2 separate regions of the Rattus norvegicus genome follow, and region 1 is linked to region 2. A link is a contact called in public Hi-C data. All regions are on one chromosome and are shown on one strand. The core of a region is the stretch at or near the end of the contact, and the rest is flanking DNA. Distances in the headings are between cores, read along the strand shown.

Region 1 (5,418 bases), core at 758-3,257, 190 kb before region 2:
GGCTGGATAGAAATACAATAAAATCGGATACTACGTGGCTCCTGACAAACACACAGTGCAGTGATGAGGTGGGGTGAGGGAGAACAGCCACACAAGCTCACAGCTCTGAATGCTTGGCAGCTACTACTAGGAAATATGGCCTTGTTGAAGGAGGAGTGTCACTCACTACGAGTGGGCTTTGGGGTTTCAGAAGCCCAAGCCAGGCCGAGGTTCCCTCTCCCTGCTGCCTATGAACACAGATGCAGACTCCCAGCACCATGTCAGCCCTGAGTGTTCACATGCTGCCCACCATGACCATGACCGACCAAAACTCTGAAACTGGAAGTCAGCCACTTAAATGGCTTTGACATGGTCATGGTGCCTTCATAGCACTAGAACACTAAGTGTAATAACTAAGTGTAATTCTGCTTAGATAGATGAGAGCTAAAACTATCCAACACACAGGAAATGCAGAGGATGGAGGCACCAGGCAAACAGTAAAGCTCAGATGGCCAAACCCCTTGGTTAAGGACAAGGAAAGGGAGGGAAGACTGGATGGGTTATTATGTAACAGATTTGGAAAACTTATCATAGACCGAAAAAACCTGTTACCTAGAAAGCCACACTCAAAAATAAGATATAAAAAATGTCTTCTCTACCTCAGGGTGTTGGTTAATCCTGGAGGGAAGAAAGGGCTGTTACGATAAGGGAACAGGCAGCCAGTAGAGGTCTGGGAGACAGTTGGACATCATAGTGATTCATGAACAACATAAATGCTCTACCTGTGTGTCTGCGTCTCTGTGAGTACAGAGAGATTTGGAAAATATAAAAAGACAAAGAGAAGCAAGCACTGACCCTACACTCCATCTGAACCCTGCTTCTGAGAAGCATCGGCTGCAGCTCTGCTAACCAGAAAGCGGGAGAGAGGGCAGATGTCTATGTGAACAGCAGTGCCGGCAGGGCAGAGGCAAGCATCACTCCTCAGGCAGATTCAGCTGGGCACCAGCCGCACGGACCCTGTGTGCCGCAGATAAAGACCTCAGTGCTGACTGACGTCAATACTCTACCGCTGTGCGGTCAGCGCCAAACTGCCCTTGCCTCACTGCTGCCTTGTTTTTAACTGTGAGACATTATTTCACAATGTAACCTAGGTTGGCATTGAACTCTTGGTCCTCCTACTCCATCTCCAGATGGCTGAAGTTTCAAGCATGAGCCACTATACCCAGTACCACCTCATTCTCATGAGCTTGTCTTTAAAATTACCCCTACCGACTTCCACCCTATATATATTTCATGCCAGATTAAAGAGGTTCATGTTAGTTTCAAATCTTTTTAAAGTCATCTTTCCACATATTACCTGCATGAAAACAATTAATGTTAACTCAAGAGAATGAACTATAATGCAGCTCAGAATTTTAGTTCTAAGTCATTAAAATAAACAGACATATAAAAATCTGTTGAAAATGTTGATTTCTGGGCTGGAGAGATGGCTCAGCGGTTAAGAGCGATGACTGCTCTTCCAGAGGTCCCGAGTTCAATTTCCAGCAACCACGTGGTGGCTCACAACCGTCTGTAATGGGATCTGATGCCCTCTTCTGGTGTGTGTGAAGACAGGGAGAGTGGACTCATATAAAATAGGTATAAAATAAATAAATAATTCTAAAAAAGAAAATGTTTATTTCTATCAACCAAACCCCATGGTCTTTACATAACTCTAGTCTGCTCTCAGCATTTTCTGAATGTTTTCTCGTAAGATAAATCTCTAATCCCGGAACGGTTTTACCTCCCAGGTAAAGGAGAAGGGCTGTGTTTAGGGATCTGGTTCTGTGCTGAATGCTGCAATCCCAGCACACAGTGCTAGCACCCTACATGGCTATCTACCACTTCCCCCAGGAACAGAGCTCCTACAGCACCCTACACGGCTATCTACCACTTCCCCCAGGAACAGAGCTCCTACAGCACCCTACACAGCTATCTACCACTTCCCCCAGTAACAGAGCTCCTGCAGTACTGGGGAAGAGCCAAGATCAACATTCAAGCAGCCCAGTGGCAGCCAAGCTACCAAAGGCCCAGGCCTATGTCTCCCCGCCTTTCACTGCTTGTCTACGGGCAGCCAGTGACTATAAGTCCACTGCAGAGCCATGTTTTTCCAGAGTACAATTAAAATACTGTAGGAGTACCAACTGGCTTTAACAAGCCTCTAATCAGTTACTCTCTGTCTCTGTACTTAATCTCCCAGTGGACTGGTGACGTGAAGTCTGCGTCACATTCGAGTCCTAGTCCTTAAGGATGGGTGTGCTGCATCTACAGCTCAGCGGCCATTTGCGAACACAGTGAGCCCTCCTCACTGAAGACAGAGTCAAGAGCAGGAGCCTCCCTCTGCCTGGAGGCTCACCTCATCTTACAGAACAACAGACGGCCCTACAAACCACATGCTGCCTACGCTACTTGTCATAAAATACAGCGTCACAGAGCATTCTCTCGAGAGCAACCCTGAGAAGTAAGTGAGGTGAGTGGCGTCTCCATCTGACAGCTATGAAAACCAATGCCCGACAGGTTAAACAGCTTGTCTCAGTAGCACAGTCAACCAGTGTAGAATTAGAGAAACGAAGCCAGCTGGGTCCCCCTTCCACGAACAATCAAGTTCTCAGTGAACTGAAATGACCTCATCACAATCATATATAAAACACAACGGAAACTAGAGATGGGAGCTCACAATGACATACGTCTATACACCACTGCATAGAAAGATCAACAAAACGCCACAGTCAGCAAGGGAAGGCACATTACACTGAATGGCTACACTGAGAGTTTGCCACATTTTATAAGGCCAGCAAGCAATTAATAAAAAAAAAAACAAAAAACAAAAAAAAAGGAAAAAGGAAAGACAGGAACTGCAGATGATTTCTTACTTTTTATTTGTTTTCTAGATGGGGCCTCAGATTACCCACACAGGCCTCAAATTCCTGGGCTCTGATCTTCTTGCCAAGTCTCTCAAGTAGCTGGGAGTACAGTGGCAACCGGGCACACCAGGTTGAAGGCTTGTAACAATGTAGCCAACAACGCAGTAACTGAATCCAAACTGAACAACACTTAGAGAACAATCCCCAAACTCTGAGATACATCTGTCCAGTAGGAGTACTTCTCAAACACTGAGAAACTGTGTCATGCTTAATTATAATCTGTTGTGTTTCAATATAGAGATTTCTATAATAATAATAATAATAATAATAATAATAATAATAATAATAATAAAAGTCTCAAGAACCACCACTGTTAGATTTCTGAACATTCTTTAGAAGTAATTATGTAATGGCGTGGAGCCATCCTCACTTCCCAGGAAACAAAGACATATTATCAAACAGCCGTCTTGTTTAAAACCAAAAAACAACAAACAGAAAAGTCGGGCTGGAGAGATGGCTCAGTGGTTAAGAGCACTGTCTGCTCTTCCAGAGGTCCTGAGTTCAATTCCCAGCAACCACATGGTGGCTCATAACCATCTGTAAAGAGATCTGATGCCCTTGTCTGTACCTCGTGTGTATCTGAAGACAATTACAGTGGACTTATATATAATAAAATGAATAAATCTTTAAAAAAGAAAAAAAGAAAAGAAAAGAAAAGTCATCTACAATGGTGGACTACTTTAAGCAAATCTCCTTCACCTAAATGGGTGCAGGCACTGCGCCTGACAAAAGAGACTGCGGTATTTCTCAAGTCAGTACTAGATTAAACAGAAAAGCCCTCCTTTCATTAAATAAATGTTTCAGGTACATAAATACCTGGCTAGGACATTAAAAAACAAGCAGGAAATCACCTTTATTAATATATTATAATTTGCATATTAAACCTCATATTTCTATTGATTTAAGCTAATTAACAAGAAAAAAGCTTACAGCACACACTAAACTCCTCCAAGAAATGAAAGCTATTGTTTAAAAAACTCTGCCAGGGTCAGACAATAGTTTCCTGCAAGGATCGTCTCACCTATCTGCTTGTTTACTACACAGAAGCAATCAAAAGGAAAGGGATGAGAGCCGGAGATATGAGCTGCGAGCGCAGGTGGAGGTACAGGCATACAAACTCCCAGCTCAAATACTATAGGAAGGAAGTCAATTCTCCACTAAGTGCAAACCACAACACAATCCTTACAGCAGTGTGAGCAACAGGAAGCATCATGAGGAGGAAGGCAAACTCCAGGAAACCATCAAGTTTCTATTGTCTCAGGGGCCTGTAGACAAGGGTCCCCGCTCCCCTGGACATCTGCCTATTTCCCCAGTCTTTTCTGGATAAAAACATACAGCTGAGCATGAGTGTATGGAACATCTGACAAAAGGGAACAGCTACCACAGAGAAGACAAAACAGAAAACATTTACTATCTGGCCCTTAAGAGAGAAAGTCTGCCAGGCCTGTGTATACAAGGACTCTGTCTGGCCTGGAAAGATGACTCTGCTTTAGGGAGAGCACTGGCTGCTCTTACAGGGCACTGGGTTTGGGTCCCAGTACCTTGTGCTGGCTCACAACCTCATTTAACTTCAGTTCCAGGGGATCCAACACCCAGAAACACAAATAGTACACAGACAAGTCAACCATATACATAAAATAATGATTTTTAAAAAACTGTTAGAGCAGGCTAAGTAAAATACTGCGTGAGTTTAATCCCAGCATTGGTGAAGTGACTTGGGATTAAGTCCAATGGCTGCCTGTGTTATACTGTGAAATTTCTATTCCAAAAAAGGGGAAAGAGGGGCTAGAGATGTCAGCCTTAGGAGCACTGGCTGTTCCTACACAGCATCCAGGTTCAATCCCCAGCACCCACATGGTGGTTCAGCACCGTCGCTAACTAGTTTCTCTGGGCACAAGGTACCCAGATGGTACATAAATATACACGCAAACCCCACACATTTTAAAAATCAATCTTTAAAAATTCCCAAGGAGAGAGAATAAAGAAAAAGCATCCATCAATAGGTAATGTATACCTATTACTGGACAACTACACAAAACATGACAGCTCTCTCTAGAGGGGCAGGAAGCAGTCTCCAGTCTGACAAGCACCTGGATTATAGCTTCACTTCAGCAGACTGAAGACTGGCCTAGAAAAGAACTGACCCAGATACAAAAGATCCTCAATCAGTATGTCAGATGCACGTCGATATGACAAATAACTAGAGACCTGCACTGGTATTACCCGTACCTTTGAGGGAACCAGAAGGACTTGTGATGTAGTTGTCCAGTCATAGAGTATAGCACACTTGCCTAGCCCTGGCAAGATCCCGGGTTCAAGCCCCAGAAGAAACCCAGTTTGAGTAAGAAAAGGAATTCCTTTAGAGAGATGAATCCAAGTGGCAGGCTGTGGAAGCAGGGCTGGCACTCAATGCTGGCACTGCTCAAACACAGGAAAACGTCAACCTCAGCAACCCACAAGACCACAAGCATTACCA
Region 2 (5,735 bases), core at 511-3,010:
CGGACTGAGGTACCAAAGTGAGCCCAGGAAGAAGTGTCACCTTGTGTCCTACGGTGTTGGGCCTTGTGTCACATCTGTGCAAACGCTGAAGAGGCTAGGTGTTGACAGGAGCATGCTGTCCAGGAATTTTCCTCTATCCAAAGACGGCGCCATTCATCTCCCTGAGCTTTGTTCCAAGCTTTGGGTTGACTTCACCCCAGCTCTGAGCTACAGCGAGCCAAGGATAGAGAGACTCTGTTCAATCCCAGGAAGGGCGACCTGGTGCCAACTGCTGGGGCTACAGAGCAGGGCTGGGAAGTGCTCCAGGGCCGGCTAGCCAACAAGCCTGGATCACGGGAACCCTGTGTTCAGGATGGCTCCACCACTCCCCCTGGTGGCCAAATGGAGCCCAGATTGGAGAAACCTGACCTGACCACTCCTGTCAGCCCGGAAGGAGATCCCAAACTGCGTCAGCTCTGGAGGATTTAGGATCCCTCTGATTGGCTTTCCAGCCCTCAAGATTTTGAGAGAGAGTCATGGTTCTGTATTTGTAAGTGACTGAGGCTTTGAACTCCAGGAAGACCACGTGACTGCCCCAGGGATTCCTTCTCTTCTTCCAATACATTTATGTCTATACATACATACATGCATACATACATACACACACAGAAACACATGTACACACATATATGTATACATACAAACACACATACATATACACGTGCACATACAAACACATGCTCACACACATACATATATATACACACATGTACACATATACATGCAAACACACATACATACACATGCACACACATGCATGCATACATACACATGTGCACACACATACGTGTATATATACACACATACAAGCACATGCATGCGCACACATATATGTACACATTCAAACACACGTACACACACATGCATATAACATATATGGACCTTCAAGACCTTGGATTAGGCAGTAGTGTCCTATATTTGGTGTTAAAATCACTGTAGAGGGGTTGGGGATTTAGCTCAGTGGTAGAGCGCTTGCCTAGCAAGCGCAAGGCCCTGGGTTCGGTCCCCAGCTCCGAAAAAAAGAAAAAAAAATCACTGTAGAAAAAATTTGCTAGACTTCATCAAAATTAACCAGTCTGCGTGTCAAAAGCCTATCAAAAAGCAAAAGGAAGACTTACAGAGAGGGGGGAGACATCTTCAGGTTAGACATCTGGAGGTGTCCGGGTCTATAAAGAACTGATACAACTCGTATATAAATACCAGGCAAATGAGTTCACCACTCATACAGCAGCCCCTGCCACAGTCTCAGCACTTGGGACAAGGAGGCAGGAAAACTATGAGTTCGAGGTCAGCCTGGCTTTCGTAGCTAGACCCTGTCTTAAACAAATAAAAACAGGAAACTGGAGAGATGGCTCCGAGGTTCAGGGCGCTGGCTGCTCTTGCTGAGGACCTGGTTTTTAGCACCCATACGGTGGTGCAAGCCCATCTTCACTCCAGTTCCAGGGGCTCCGATGCCCTCTTCTGACCTCTGCGGGCACAGGGGCAGGGGCGGGAAGATGAGGGAGCACATCTTCCACTCCGCTTAACTCAAGCCTGTGGTGTGAGAATGAGGCAGCGTCCTTCCGCTACTTAGTGAGTCCAAGGCTAGCCTGGGCTACATGTGATAATACCTCACAGGGCCAACCAAAGAAACATACAAACAAGACTTAAAGAGATTCCCTCTCTGTTTCTGCCTGGAGACTTTGGACTCCCTCTGACAAATGTGGCCTTCGGTTTGTTTATTTGCTCACCGGGTCACCTGCTGGGCCCCAGGTGCCCCTCTGATCCAGGAACCGCTGCACTGAGCACAGCCCCAGAGCTTTGTACAAAGGAAGAATAAACGAGAGACAGATGCGTGGCATTCCAGGTGAGGCTAGGTGTCTGTCTCTCCTGGCAGAGAAGCTCTGCGGAGGCCGAGTGCCTGTGTGCATTTCGGCAGGTGGTAGGATGTCCACTTATGTGGAAAGTGTTTCTCAGAGCAGCAAGGGCCAGCATCCTCGGTTTAGGAACACTGGCAGGAATAACTGGCAGTCACACTCACACTCCACAAGTCAACACCTCCAGGTAATTGCAGCCACTGCCGGAACACAGCAGAACACATGGAGCCAGAATATACATGGTTAACAGTTTGGATGCGCGCACTAAAACCTGCTACACCATACACCTGGTGATGAAAATATAGCAACTTTTATCTGTTTTGCCACCGTAAGGGTAAAGCGTTAAGACCTTGTTTTTCAAGTAATGGCTTTGCAGCAGGGTCAGAGCCTGGAGAAGGGATGAGGCTCTAGCAAGACTACCGTCCCTGAGGCCTGAGCATGCTCTTCCTAAGGAGAGCTGTCTGGTGGCCAGATGAGGGAGCCCCAGAAGGTGACTGTCATCAGTCAGCGGCAGTCTCACAAGTGGTGGCTGTGCATGGTGACATTAGAGGGTTTTTAATTGCTCCTGAATTAATGTGCTTGCTTCTCACCCCTGGGGCGCCTGGGTTTAATTACTGTCTTAGGTCACATATGCAAATGAGTCTGCTATCATTCCTGGCCCCCATGGACAAGCAGCTCTGATTACCAAACCTTTCCATTCTGCAGCCTGAATGCCAGGTTGGCCTCCCGGAGGGCCAGTAGGGAGAATCTCAGAAAGGTGGTGCTTGCTCCACAGTCAGGGCCTACAAGAACAGGAGAGCCCAAGGGTGTGCCAGGGGCTGCTCTCAAACTTGGGCGCCAGGCATCAGTTGTCAGTAGAGGAAGAGACCAGACCCAGGAGCACCAAGCACTGGAACCCATGAGCACTTGGCAGTACCGGACTTCCAGGCTCAAAAGCCTTACAGAGGCCTAGAGAGAGGGCGGCAGAGAGGGCTCTGCAGGTAGGTCAAAGGGCATGCCGCCAAGCCTGACAACCTGAGTCTGAGCCTGGGGATCCACAATGTGGAAGGAGAGAGCCAATTCCAACACATTATCTTGTGCCTCGGCACATGAGCAATTAAATAACCAAATGATTAAATATTACTACAATTAAATAATTAACTGTAATTTTTTTAAAGGCTAGGGTTTGAAGGTTTAGCCAGCAAACCCAAGGCCTTGGCTTCAGTTTCAAGTTCCTGAGGGAGGAAAAAAAGAAAAGGCAGAATCTCTCACACACACACACACACACACACACACACACACACCACTCACACACACACTCAGAGTCTGAGCAGGTACATCAGCAAGGCAAGCAGGAAGAGGGGACAAAGCTGCCAGAGTAGGTGACTGTTGGCCTCTGGGGTATGTAGGACCAGTGTTTCTCATTTCCCAAACCGAAAAGACCTATGCAATTAATAACAATAGTAGTGATAATAAATTATTATTAGTACTTTAGTATATTACATTATATTATATAATATTATTTTACATATTATTTATTATCACTTTACAAAGCAACACGAAGGAGCTGAAGAGACTGCTCAGCAGTTAAAAGCACTATTTTCCCAGAGGACCTGAGTTCAGTTCCAGCATCTACACCGGGTGGCCCACAACCCCCTGTAACTCCAGCTCCAGAGGCCCGCTTCTGGCCCCAGGGCCGCGGTACACACACCGAGGAAGGTCAAAGAGAAAAGCAAAGCAAGGTCGGGGCATGGGTCAGGTTGGGGCCTGGGAGGGTTCTTCTGAGGATGCTGGGAATGGTCCATCACCTCTGTGCTGCTGCTTGCTCGCCTTTTGGTTTATTTACATTTTTTTTTGGTTCTTTTTTTTTTTTTTTTTTTTTTTTTTTTCCGGAGCTGGGGACCGAACCCAGGGCCTTGCGCTTCCTAGGCAAGCGCTCTACCACTGAGCTAAATCCCCAACCCCGGTTTATTTACATTTTTATTTTTGTTTTACGGATGTGTATTTTGCCTGCCTATATATCCACACACCAAGGGGACTAGAAGAGGGCGTCGGATTTCTTGGAACTAGAGTTCCAGATGGTTGGGATTAGCTGTTTGGTTCCTAGGAATCAAGCCTGGGTCCGCTGTGAGCACAATAAGTGCTCTTAATCGCTGAGCCATCCATCCTGCCCTGTGTGTTTGTTGAAATATGACAAATTGCAGTTCAGATGAAGACTTGCTACTGAACGCAAATCATACCTTCCTACTGCTGATTCACACAGTAGGGCAGAGCTTCCAACTCCGGCCGGCAGGAGGCGCTCCTGAGGAACGGCAGTGAGGCTGGGGCCAGAAGGACCGCTCAGCAGGGAAGAGCACTTGCTGGGCCAGACAGTGGTGGCGCCTTTAATCCCAGCGACTGGGAGGCAGCAGCAGGAAGATCTCTGTGACTCCAAAGCCAGCTTAGTCTACAGAGCGAGTTCCAGGACAGGCAGGGCCACACAGAGAAATCCTGTCTCCAAAAACTAAATACAATAAATAAGATAAAATAAAACAGTATTTGCTGCTTTCCCCAAGTACTCAGGTTTGGCTCTCAGCACCCATGTCAGGCAGAACACAACCATGCCTTCTTCTGGCTTCTGAGGGCACCAAGCAAGCAACATGCACACATACATATATGCACATACTCAGTATACATAAAAACTACACTTGCAAATTTTAAAATATCTTTAAGGGAAGAAAAAGACAAAGGTGGCAAAGAGCAGGGCTTACACTTGGAGTCCAGCCCTGAGAAGCTAAGGCAGGGGGATTGTGGGAGTTTAAAGCCAGCCTAGGTGACTTAATGACCTCCACAACAAAAGCAAAACAACAAAAGTTTGGGGGAAAGGCACCTTCTGTTGTTGCAGGGTCGGAACAGAATACCCCTCCACTTCTGCTACATCCCTTCCTCGGGTTTCAGGGAAATGCCCAGGTGCTGGAGAAATCCAGAACCTTCTATGAAGAAGACAAGAGACTACTGATGTGCACCCTGAAACCAGGCTCAACAAAAACATCCTGGCCAGAGGAATAAGGATTGTGTCCCATGGTGCCAAGTCTGTGCAGAAAACAGAGGAGGTGAAGAGCTCTCAAACAAGCCCCACACTCTGCTGACTTACACCTCCATTATCACCTTTGAAAGTCCACAGCAGGGCTGGAGAGATGGCTCAGCGGTTAAGAGCACCCGACTGCTCTTCCAGAGGTCATGAGTTCAATTCCCAGCAACCACATGGTGGCTCACAACCATCTGTAAAGAGATCTGATGCCCCCTTCTGGTGTATCTGGAGACAGCTACAGTGTACTTATATATAATAAATAAAATAAATCTTTAAAAAAAAAAAAAAAAAAAAAAAAAAGAAAGTCCACAGCAGGCCTGAGCCTGAAGTGCTGCTGTATGTAATTCCGTCACAGGCAGGAGACCCTGGCTCCAATCCCTAGAGTCCTTCTCAAATCTGCAACAATCATGAGGACGGCAACTAACTGCACATGCGCATACACAGTGCACATGCACACAGGCACATAGGCACACAGGTGTGCATGCACAAAGACACACACAGGCACATACACAGAGGCACACATACACACACACACAGTCATACATACATACATGCCCATATGCACACACACACACACAGGCACATATACACATATGCGCACACACAGGCATACACACACACATGCTCACACACACATACACACACACATGCATGTCCATATACACACTCACACAGAGGCATGCGCGAAAACACAGGTGTACATGAACACAGTCCAATGCACACATGTACACACATAGGCACACAGGCATACATACACACATGCAAGCCTACATGCACACACCCACACACAT

What was found. A called contact is a pair of places that touch in the nucleus more often than the background predicts.
Region 1: a Hi-C map of liver shows a contact between it and region 2, with 3 times the contacts expected there. The contact joins two enhancer-like sites. A contact is called at or near these places in 7 of 12 Hi-C or Micro-C datasets (the A7r5 cell line, the Rat2 cell line, Schwann cells and 4 more) and 1 of 1 datasets of contacts at active chromatin or transcription factors (oligodendrocytes).

What each region holds. Positions count from the first base shown.
Region 1 is chr5:166,210,825-166,216,242 of GRCr8, reverse strand. The region is part of intron 4 of Rere (arginine-glutamic acid dipeptide repeats); the gene reads right to left. Among named protein-coding and RNA genes, the nearest start is that of Mir6332, 93 kb to the right of the region's middle. Within about 2 kb of position 2,007, at least 34 of the 93 cell types and tissues checked have an H3K27ac peak or open chromatin away from gene starts, as enhancers often do. A contact at or near this core is called in liver, where this site is marked.
Region 2 is chr5:166,017,101-166,022,835 of GRCr8, reverse strand. No RefSeq gene overlaps it. Among named protein-coding and RNA genes, the nearest start is that of Eno1, 17 kb to the right of the region's middle. Within about 2 kb of position 1,760, at least 26 of the 93 cell types and tissues checked have an H3K27ac peak or open chromatin away from gene starts, as enhancers often do. A contact at or near this core is called in liver, where this site is marked.